Linked DNA regions of Danio rerio: region 2 is linked to region 1. Evidence: chromatin contacts called from public HiChIP or PLAC-seq data. All regions are on one chromosome and are shown on one strand. Each heading gives the region's core, a stretch centred on a gene start, on an enhancer-like site or on the middle of the called end of the contact. The rest is flanking DNA. Distances are from core to core; before and after follow the strand shown. Region 1 holds the start of dusp4 (dual specificity phosphatase 4). Region 2 holds the start of zgc:86764.

Region 1 (6,190 bases), core at 1,154-3,653:
ATAATAATAATAATAATAATAATAATAATAATAAACATTAAAATAAAATATAAAAAATTAAGAATTATGATAACAGCCACCATATTTCCGTAGTCCATATTCTTAAAAATAACATTAATAATAATAATATTAATATCAATAATATTTTATTATTATTGTTGATTAAATAATAATAAAAATAATAAACAGTAAATAAAATATAACAAATTAATAATTAATATAACAGCCACCATATTTCCATATAGTCCATATTCTTAAAGATAAAAAACATTAATAACAATAATAATAATAACTTGTTGTTGTTAATGAAATAACAATAATAACAAATCATTGTTATTATTATTACTATAATCATTATCATAAATATGCATTATGCATTACAATAAATGCGTTTATAAGTTTAATTTTATATACATTTTAAATGATATATTCACAATAAATGATCAATTAATCAGCATTTGTAAAACACTTAGATTAACACATCAGGCCAGTCAAACCTCTATCAGCTATAAAAAGGTCACTCTAATAACGTCCAGTTTATTTATCTGGGCGATGCGTATTGATTTGGCCCGCTGTTATGTCATTGGCGGCCTGCTAACAAGCTGTAGAGGCAGGAAATGATCGATGTGGGAATCAACACTGCAGTGTCTGACACCGTACACCCTCTATCACAGAGGAAAGGCCGGACGGACACTCTCTAAAGCACTGCTATCAGCCGGAAAGAGCAGCGGATGACAAGCAGTCGACAGGACGTTTAATGTTACACAATGCTGGCATTAGCTGACCTCAGAGTATCCAGTGCTGCTTGTGTATTTACCTGGTCGTGTTGAGGAGTCGCGCAGGACAGGCAGCTGCTCTCTATACTGGACTGAGAACTGGACACGGAGAGTGTTCTGGTTTTCAAACAGTAGTCTGGATATTGTGTGGAAAATCTGTCATAGCCCCCTGTAAAAGTGGAAAAGGGTGTCAAAAATTCGTTTTTAAAATGCATAAATAAAGATGTAAAACCAGTGTGTGTGAGAATTGTTTTAGTCTGTTTGTTTTAAACTCTGTATTAATGAAATATGGGATTATTTATGTAATTGAATATGTTTTATAGTATTATACAATTATAATGATTATTTATTTCTACGATTTATTTTTTTATCATAATGTGTTTCATTTGTCTAGATAAAAAGTTTGATTATACTTAATTAATATTTCATATATTTTCTATCTCAGTTTTACTGGAATTAGATGATTCATTTCATTTTAAGCGAGGTCACAGAGGTTGTGTTTAGATATTACACTGAAAAAAACAGTCATTGACAAGACACCACACAATTTCTAAATGACAAGAACACAATGTTAAAGCAGTAAATGACTGATCTCTTGTAACATTTTGTACCCGTGATAATATATAACTCATTTCTCGCATTCAGTCCCACTCTTTACAAACAAGCCACGCATTTAGGGGATTTTAAATGCAAAACGTATACATACAATCTGCCATATTACAATTCATTGCAAAAGGCCTACATTTCTAAAATGCAAGAATCTTCTTACATATGGTGTATTAACCAGATGGTTTGTCTCTAAAAATGGGTAAAAGATGAAAATATTGTTGTTTTGCAGAGCCTACGGACATTTCTTTTTAATACCAGAGGTCAAGCTGGAACATGTTAGCTGGTCAACCAGCGAATAACCAGCTTGGACCAGCTTAGACCAGCTAACATGTTTCCAAAAACAGCTACCAGCCTACCTTAAGCTGGATTTTCCAACGGGGAATATTACATCATTGTCTATCTATATATCAGAGCGGATATATTTCACTATTTCAGATAGTACGGTTTCATCGGGATACAAATTAAGAAAACAATTATGATTGGTTTTAAAACGTACCTTTCAGCAGATAGACTTCCGTGCTAAAAGTATCCCTACACAGCGCGTTGTGTACCAGTGTAATTGTGCTGTCGTCTTTCATGGTGTTTGTATCGGAGCTCCGCTCGTCGTACAGGATCACGGCGGAGTAAAGCCCCGATTTCAAGCGGCTTCTCGCTTCATCGTCCCCAGACAAAATCTGGTCCAAACTCACGGAGCCTTTCGCTCGCCTCCGAACGATCGTGTTACAGCGAATATTAACGGCACCGCGGAGATGTCCGGCGCTGAACGCCAGAAACGACCTGCAATCCAGAAGCAGACATTTCGCTCCGTCGTCCTTCATCAGCCTCTTCAAAACGCTGCAGTCCATTTCGCAAAGTTCGTCCATTGTGACCATTTTCCTCCTCCGACGGGGACTGGTCACGGTCAGACGGTGGTTTAATTTCTACAAAACGTCAAATCCAAGCGCTGGCACTGCGCGGTGTGATGTTGTGTTACCCTCCTGAGAGCTTTACTACCACGGGCAGTTCTCTTTCCGTTTTATGAATGGGCTTCAGACGCGCGCTCCATAAAAGGACCGCGACGTCACAATGGAGATGACGTCAGCTACGAGCTCCATTCATTAGGCGCTCTTCATTCATAAGAGTCAGTGGCGATCGATGGTGACCGCCGTCACCTTCCAGTCACCAATTCAGCCATCAAACTGTGTCTTTTGACATAAACAGATAGATTCAATTAAATCTGCATGGAATCTGGAAACAGCATCTGTAAAGAAGACGATATAAAGCGCTTAATCGTGTATATAGAGTGCACAGTGTGCAGTTAGTTTGATGTAAAGTGTCATTTAACTAATTGTTCGTTTATTGGGCGTATAAATATATTTATGGGTACTGATTACAAATGTGTATATAATATAAGCTTATTGTACACACACACACACACACACACACACACACACACACACACACACACACACACACACACACACACACACACATATATATATATATATATATATATATATATATATATATATATATATATATATATATATATATATATATATATTGTAAAAATATATTTATGGATTATTTTATAAATTACAGTGGAAACATATCGGTATTATTTTTGTAGTTTAAAATAAGTTGATTAAAAAATATTTCCACAATATATTCCCACAATTCTCTGCGCGACTCATTGTCTTTTGTTTACATGAGAGCGATTAAGTTAACGGTTAGGTACATCACTCTTTTTTTTTGTCAATGTCTATTTAAATGATTTATGTTTTATTTCATGTTGTTTAATTAATGCTAAAGCGTGGCTGGCTTGAATGTGTTTTGTGAGGTAGCCTAATATTGCGAGTACCGTTTGTTTATTTTTAATGAATAATGTTCGAGGGTCCATTTTAGAAGAGTTCTACACACATTATGGCGCTTCTACTGTGGGCAAACACGCATGACAGTAAACAAGAAACGGTAAGACTTCATTTCTCAAATGTCATGACTTGAAAGCCATTTGTCACAATAATATTTGAAGGCCCTTATTCCATTTTTCCAAATGTTTCTAATTTACTGGACACTGTAGACTTTGAGTAGGCTAATTGGTATGCACATATTTTATTTTTGGGCTACTGTTTGTAAACTATATAGTCACAAACTGCCATTTGATTATTATTTTTAATTAATTTTGTTATTTGCTTTATAAGATGCATTATTAAATTATACATAGGCTACATGAGATCAGGGATGCCCAAACTAGGGCCCATGTGTAGGGCCCAAAGTTGGCCCATGGTATCCTTTGATTTGGCCTGCCATTCCATTTAAGAAAAGAGGAAGAATGAGGACATGGTTTATAGATTGTCATTTCAAATCAAATCTAAGCTTTTGTTTGTTTCCTTTATTGTTCAAAACTATCTAAAATTAAATGTTTTAATAAAATGGTGTAAATTATTCAGATTTAGTTGAAATGTACACACCGTCACCCCACACACAGAGAACAAATCAAGGCAAAGGCAGATTTTGCTTGACTAGTGTTTTCACCATTAAACTACACTGTGTTAAAAATGTGATTGTTCATGTTTTTATTGCAATGAGTTATGGTTTTAAATGTTATACTGAATTAGTTAATATGATTTAAAGTAATGTTTTGTTTTAACTTTTAAATCTTATGAAATAAATTAGGAAATTACCCATAGCAACTTTAATGTGTGGTAAATTTACTTCAGCCCATGGTTCTCAATTATGATATCTGGCTTTTGGTCCTTTATGCGAAAACGTTTGGGCTCCCCTACATAGGGTTGCACAGTTTACCAGTTCTATGATAGTATTGCAATATGGCTTCAAAATACTGGCAGTGTTAGTAACACTGCAAAAGGTAGTATTGTCATTAATGGTCTATCTTCAGCAGATAGTGTTGTGGAAAAGTCACTAAATCCTCACACATTTGTACAACAATAGACCATTTTATTTTAGTAGTCTGTGAAGCCCTTTAAGGTTGCAAGTTTTTTGATGTTTTCTAATGTTTGAAATGCACATCTGAATCGGTTCATTTCTGTTCCACTGAATATGATTTAGTAGCTACAAAACCACGACAATCTCTTAAAAAGAAAGACACACAAAAATAGATTTTGAATAACTTTGGATTGTTAACTGATAATACTGAAAAAAAAAAAAACAATAGATGAAAAACCCAAAATAGCAACAGAAAACATTGAAACAATTATTGACCACTTTATATAGCCTAAGTTTGTTGGAAAAATGCTCTTTTTGTGCATAATTTCATTTAATATTATTTGTATCTTTATTTTAATGTGTTTTTTGTTGGTCAGTTATCTACAAAATAAATGAATAAATTTTAGGTGAAGTCACATGCAAATAATACTTTTTTTCAGTAATAAGGGAATTTTAATGAAATTTAAGACCTATTATAACATGTAAGATATAGTATTTCTGACTATTTTCTTTATGATTTTAGTTATAAACTACAGTATAGCAACACTATTTGGTATTGTGATACTTAAGCTGATATAGTATTGTAAGAATACCCCTGCGTTATATTATTATATATATTATATTAATTATAAGAAAATACATAGCTTAGATTTAACAATCAATTATAAACACAACGCACATCCAATAAATGTGTATTAGATATAATTGCATTAATTACACTGTGTTGATTAATTATAAGAGTGCTTTATTTGCTTGTCATGGATCCATCATCCAGTTTCATTTGTCCTCTTTCCTTAGTCACCAAACTGCCATCCTGTAATTTATATTTTAACCGATAATGTCCTGGCAAATTGATCTCGGGTCTTTTATTGCTGGGTGTAAAGAGTTAATTATTGTTGTGATTAATTATCATTTCCATACAGGAGACTTTAAGAACCTGTCTGATTTGATGGGGGCATGAGGGTCAGTTCTTTATTGACTCATGAGATTAAGAAAGCCCCCTAGTTAATTAGTTAACATGGTTAATGACAAAGAAAAACCTCCAAGTGGTTTGCTTCTTCTGGTAGGGTTCACTTGTTAGAGATGTTATCTTTGACATGGAATAAACATCTGTTAATCAACCAATCAAAAATTTTATATATTATATAAATATATTATATATCACCATATTACATTGTTACACTTTATTTTACCAGCACATGTACTTTTTGTGTAAAAATATAAACCCCATGCATCTCCATGTGTGAATTTGAAGTAAAGGTTTTGCATTTTAAAACATGCAGTGTTTTCGTTTCCTCCGGATCTCGTATGTACAATATTTGCATGATTTAACACAAGCTTGTCCATGAGACTCCTACATTTGCATAGTGCTCTGCCATCGTTGCTTTAGTCAAGCACAGAAAGGAAGGTTCTGAAGTGTTAATGTTATCATATGACACATGCACCCTTCCCCCCTGCGTGGCTTTGAGCTCATTTGTGACTGAACACAATTCATTTACACTGTCTGAACTCAAACTGTGGAGTGTCATAGAACTTAATTTAGTCTAGTCGCTTTACTAATGTGCCCAGGTGCTAAATGGAATTTTCACTGTGTTGTTTTTTCCACGTCTCAAAGAATAGTACACTGTAAAAAATAATGGTTGCCTTAAATTTTTAAGATGAATCTAATTAACCGTATGAGTCATTTGAACAGATATTATATAAACTGAGTAAAAACAGATGGCGCACCTTATGAAATAAAGTTAGAACATGATTAACTTAGTTTCTTAGGTTACAATTAAGTAAAAACATGTCATGATAACTTGCTCATATAATTTTTACAGTGTATATGGACTATAGACAAATTTTAAGTTAGAGGATAGGAATAACATGTGTAGACC
Region 2 (5,564 bases), core at 2,529-5,028, 180 kb after region 1:
ACATTTATGAGTTTTTATTCTGTTGACTAGAAAATATATTTTGAAAAAGTCTGAAAACCTGTAACCATTAAGTTCCATGGTACATGTTTTCCATACTATGTATGTCAATAGTTACAGGTTTCCAGTTGTCTTTAAACTATTTCCTTTTGTGTAAAGGTTTGGAACAAGTTAGGGGTGAGAAAATGATGACAGAATTGTCAGTTTTGTGTGAACTATCCCTTTCATTATGGATCCCAAAGCATGTTCCATAAACAGCCTCTAGATGGCGTTATCTGACTGAATAGGCCTACCAAAAAACTGGAATAAATTAAATTTCAAATAAATAATAAAAAATACAAAAACTTAACAAAAAATACGACTTTTAATTTGCGGCATTTGCTAAATCAGATATAACAGCTGTGTTTTCACAACCTTAATACTTCTAAAGTGGCCTGTTATTCTTCTCATGTAATGTGCAATTTAGCAGTTTGTGAATGTAAAAGCTTCAAAGATTGAAATGCGAAATAAATGAGTTACTGTAATGGCCGGAAACAGCCTGTAATTCAGTTTTACTTCCAGCACAAACTTTTATATGTTTGTCACAAATGTGCCTGTGATTCTCATTTTCTGCTCATGAACGATGTCAACTTTGAACCTCACTCATGTCAACTAGACACTGGTTATTGCAAAAGCAAATCCACTGTGCATCCACTTCCAGAGGACGAGGACTTAAATTGACTCAATGGAATTGACAGCACTGCTACAGTTCATAAGACTTTGTTTACAAGTGTTGAGGAAGAGCTGCAGTTCAGATATAGTAATGAACATTTAATTTCTGACAAGCTGCAAGCAGTAGATTAAATCAGAAAGACTGGATCATCTGCCCAATCAGAGCAGTATGCTCTCAGAAATAAGCTTTAGAGAGACCAAATCTTTAATCAAACCATTTCAAACACTGTGAGAAAATATCTGACGCTGCAGTGTATATTCTGAGCAAATGGATGGATTTAAACCAATTGTAGATGATCTCCAAAACAAAAATAAAATCCTTTAAAGTTGATAGAGAGTTTAGACACTTTAAATGAAATGATGAAAGTGTAGCACCTGGCTGAGCAGCAGTTTCAAGGCTTTGATATTGTCATGCGTGAGCAGAAAAATGTCAGCATCGGGGCAGATAGACTCCCGCTCCAGACTGCTCTCTGGTTCATGTCCCAACTCTTCCATCAAATTCCTGATGTCCTCCCGGAGCCCAGAAAACACTTTCACCCTGCTCTCCTACAAACACAGGCAAACTGATTAAGTCACAAAGGCATCCATCCAGAACAAAAAGGTATGAGCATCATTAAAAAAAAAAAAAAAAAAAAAAAAACAGCAAAATACTTTTTCCTTGTTGAGTCTCTCGACGTGTTCCTTGAGTTCCTGCAGCTGTGTTCGAGAGGGCACACTTCCTGTAGGGATATAATATGGATCGGCACACAGAGTCACACACAGCTCTTCGTCCTGCTTCTTAAAATCGTTCATCTCTCTCAAACGTTCATTTTTCTCTTTCTGAAGAGACTCAACGTGGCAGCGCAGGTTCTTCTCCATCTGGAGAACTGTAAGTTTTTCCTCCAGCTATAAATGATAACAAAGAGACAATACGCAGCTTTACAAATACAGGGCTCTATGATTTATATGATGCAAAAACACAAGCAAAATACAAAATGGAATTAGCTTAATGCAGAATGTCATAGAATTTGGCACATTTTGGATACATATACTAAAAGTCTGTGATAGTAAGCCCCAAGCGAATTATGACCAGTCTGAATTTTAAATGACAAAAACAAAATTTAAACACGAAGAGCAGCGAAGGGTTACGTTTTCCAGTGTCTGATTATTTGACAAGAACTATCATCAAAACATAATTTACTGAAAACATTTAACTAAATTTCTATTGTACAGTTAAAATGTACATCTCAATGTAATAATAATTTACTTTAACAACAATAATTTTTACCCTAAAAAAATACCATAATCTATAATAACTTAATCTTTACAAACAAGATAATTGTTCTTTCTTAATCTTTGAGTTTTTTCAGAAAAGCTACAATTAATTATTTTGAATTTAATGTAGTAAAACCCCATTAATTGTATTGCACTAAATGCATTAATTTGAAAGGTTAAAAATCATTACATTTATCTTTTATAAGATTAACTTTAAAAATTGCTTTAAGAAAACTATATGCAATATTTATATATGATACTAAGACACCATTTTTTTATTCTGGAAAGTGTCTTACTTTGAACGGTTCAAGAGTCAGTTCAAGGCACAGCGTGTCCAGTTGCTTCTGGAAGGTGATGATATCTGTTTTGATTCGATGTCTTAAAGCCTCTTCCTCCATGATCATGGAATGTAAAAGGCCCTAAAGAACATAGATTATTATTCTAGAGTAAGTATAAATTCTGCATCTAAACAACTGAAAGGAACAAATACATTAAATTCATAACTTACATCTATATGCTTTTTTACAGTTTGCATTCTCTCCACTCTCTGGTCCTCCATGATGCCGATGCTGTCCCATATGTCCACAAGCCTGGCCATCGCATGATTGATCTCAGTCACAAGAGAGAACGCCAAAGCTTCACTGCTCCCAAAAACAAAAAGCAAAATGGGAATGCATTATCATTATTTTTTTTTACATAAGTACCTATACTATTTTATGTATGCTGCATACATATTTATACAAAAATAACTTTGAATGATCAAGATGACTAACAGATCATTCATTTTCATTCTCTCCCATCTAAGTGTGTGCACGAATTGTATATATAAAAAATTATATTATTTACTTTTTGTTGCCTTGATTAGTCTCCCCTAAAATGTCTTCATTCATTCATTATCCTTTCTAGTCCCCTATTCATCAGATTGAGGTCAACTTGGTTTTATACTCACAAATTCGTTTAGTGACAACTTGTGACACGCTCACTAAACTAAATGTTCACCATGGTACTTTTTAAATATATGGTCTGAAATCATATGCAGGTATGACCATGTTGTACTTTGCGAGTCATTGGCTGCTAATATGATTCCCCATTTCAAATTTGCAAAGAATAATTTCCTGAAATTATAATATTAAAGAAAAAGTCTGAATGTGTGAATATAAAACTAACTTTACCTCTATCTATATTATTTAAAGTCACATCGTAAATAATACAGAGACTTTTAAATTAACGAATGTGTGAATATAAAACCCACTTAACCTCTATCTATATTTATAAGAGTCGCCACTGCGGAATGAACGAACCGCCCTAAAAGTGTATTTTAAATAACTAAGTATATAGAATTCGTTAGCTTTTATATTCAACAGAAAAACGTCATATAGTTCATGAGGGTGAGCATGAAACAAATGGAAGAATTTAATGTTCAATGTTATTTTGTTTATTCATTTTATAAACTGCAAAAATCAGTTTAAAAACACCTAACGTTAACCAAAAAAAGAGGTAACTTAAACAACTTTTTAATAACAAAAGCATGTTTAGTTTTATAGAACTATTAAAGCTTTGAAATCTTTGTATTATATAAAAATGTTTAATGTCAACAGTCACAACGTAACGTTACACAAGAGAATGAGACAACCATATTATTTCATCTTGCGCTGTTTTGGTGGTTTTGGAATCCACATAAAAACACACTTACCTTTTTCGACAAGTCATCATTGGACCGTATGACAACCGTCAGTAATTATATTAAAAATATATCACCTATCAATATTAACAACTATCGTCTCGCTGTGCACAGGACGAGCGGTAAAATTTGAATTGCAGCTGACGTTTTCTTTTCTTCTTCACTGAACGCAACATGAAAAGACACTCATATATCGCCACGAGTCGAGCGCCACTGTGCGTTCCGGAGCGGAATAGTTTCCTTATCAGAAGCGATAATGAGGGTTTGTTTTGTTGTCGTCACAACTTTTAGGATGTTAGTTAGTGTGATAAATTGTCGAAATAACCTTTAGATAACATGTGAGTCTTTGCGCCACTTAACACAATAGATAAACGAGCCTAACTTGTGTGTTGTAACAGAAACGACAATAATGATGAATCATGGAGGTGGAAACATCTCAATATCCCGTCTGTGGAGTATCTTCAACTAACGTTAACTAAGGTAACTTACAGTCAACAGCAGTGTTAACTTTCTATGTGTGCATTTGGCAAACACTTGACCAACTGTTCATTTACAATAAGCAAGTCCACCTAGTCATTATTGAACCTATAATTAAATAAAATAAAATAAATGAAACTGTTTTGCTATGTAATCATCATAATAAGTTTGTTGTTCAAAGAATAAACTTCCCACTTTGATATCAGAACCAAATTAAATAATCAGATATGTTTATACATACAATGTGTGTTAAAATCAGTGATGTAAAGTAAAACAATGTGTACTTTTACTTTCCCTTGAGTGCATTTTTAGTGCTGTATCAGTACTTTTACTCCACTACTTTCCTTCAAACTGCAGTCACTACTTTATTTTTCTTGTCTGAGTATTGGGTAGTCTTGACTGAGTAGTCTTGTGATTCCCGACCAATCAAATTGCACACAGAAGGTAAATTGCCTCATAATATCAAGACATAGTAATTTATTATTGCAGTAAGCTGTTTGGAAGCATTAAAAGTGTCCCAGAAGATGTCCAAAATCTTTACACACATTAACCCCAAGACTGTTTGATGAAAGTCACTGATGAGAAATGACAGATGTTTTACTGATGAGCGAAATGGACTTAAACACCCAGGACACACAAGACGTCAACATGATGACACAAGATTGATGTTGCGTTTCGTTTGAAAATGAAAATCAGGTTGACCTCAGAACCCCAACGTCCAACCTAAAATCAACTAAATATCGACCTCTAATGATGTTATAGCTTGACGTTGTGTGGATGCTCCCACTATGACGTCTATCAGACTTTAGATTTATGTTGCCATACCTGACGGATACATGTCAGTATTTGACGTCAATGTGACGTTGGTTTAAGATGTTGGTTCGACGTTGGATTTTGGTCACTTTCCAACACAACGTAAATCCTAAGACTAGACATTGAATTTTGGTCACTTGACATCACAACCTAAATCTAACCTAATATTACATCTAATGACGTTGTGTGCCTGTGCTTTTTAGGCTAGTAATGGTACTTTTACTTAAGTACAATTTTTCAGTACTCTTTCCACCACTGGTTAAAATGCAAGTAAATTTATAAAGCAAAACATATGTTAGAACAATTATCACATAAAATGTTTAATAGTTTAAATTATGAAAAACTTTTTACTGACAAAAAAGTCAAACCTATTGGTTTCAACTTCCGGTTATGGTGCCTTGCTTAAGACACGCACGAGTTAACCCAGCTGTAATATATTTTTTAAAAAAAACTAAATTTATCCCGGTTTCATTTACTATTCAAACTCAGTGTCAAGACTGAAAAGTGCTTAAGATGTCACCTAATATGCAAAAGCAAAAAAACCTATTGGTTTCAAGACGGTGGCAAATATAACAATGAGGCAATAAGTGCACTGAAATGGACACAAAATAGGTCTAGACACTGGTTTATA

The links. HiChIP or PLAC-seq counts read pairs in DNA pulled down with a chosen protein or histone mark.
Region 2: an H3K4me3 HiChIP or PLAC-seq map of gastrula embryo shows a contact between it and region 1, with 6 times the contacts expected there. The contact joins the promoter of zgc:86764 here to the promoter of dusp4 in region 1. A contact is called at or near these places in 6 of 18 Hi-C or Micro-C datasets (caudal fin, embryo, hematopoietic stem cells and 1 more) and 3 of 4 datasets of contacts at active chromatin or transcription factors (caudal fin, embryo and gastrula embryo).

The regions. Positions count from the first base shown.
Region 1 is chr21:21,451,755-21,457,944 of GRCz12tu, forward strand. dusp4 (dual specificity phosphatase 4) reads right to left here and starts at 2,404. Exons shown (of 4, transcript NM_201171.1): 1 at 1,882-2,404; 2 at 818-945. The coding sequence starts at 2,257.
Region 2 is chr21:21,634,410-21,639,973 of GRCz12tu, forward strand. zgc:86764 reads right to left here and starts at 3,779. Exons shown (of 14, transcript NM_001002684.2): 1 at 3,656-3,779; 2 at 2,471-2,603; 3 at 2,259-2,381; 4 at 1,360-1,593; 5 at 1,084-1,254. The coding sequence starts at 3,672. pde6b (phosphodiesterase 6B, cGMP-specific, rod, beta) reads left to right here and starts at 3,861. Exons shown (of 25, transcript XM_073935244.1): 1 at 3,861-3,905; 2 at 4,042-4,123. It overlaps slc26a1 (solute carrier family 26 member 1), which reads right to left. Exons shown (of 4, transcript NM_001080667.2): 4 at 5,559-5,564.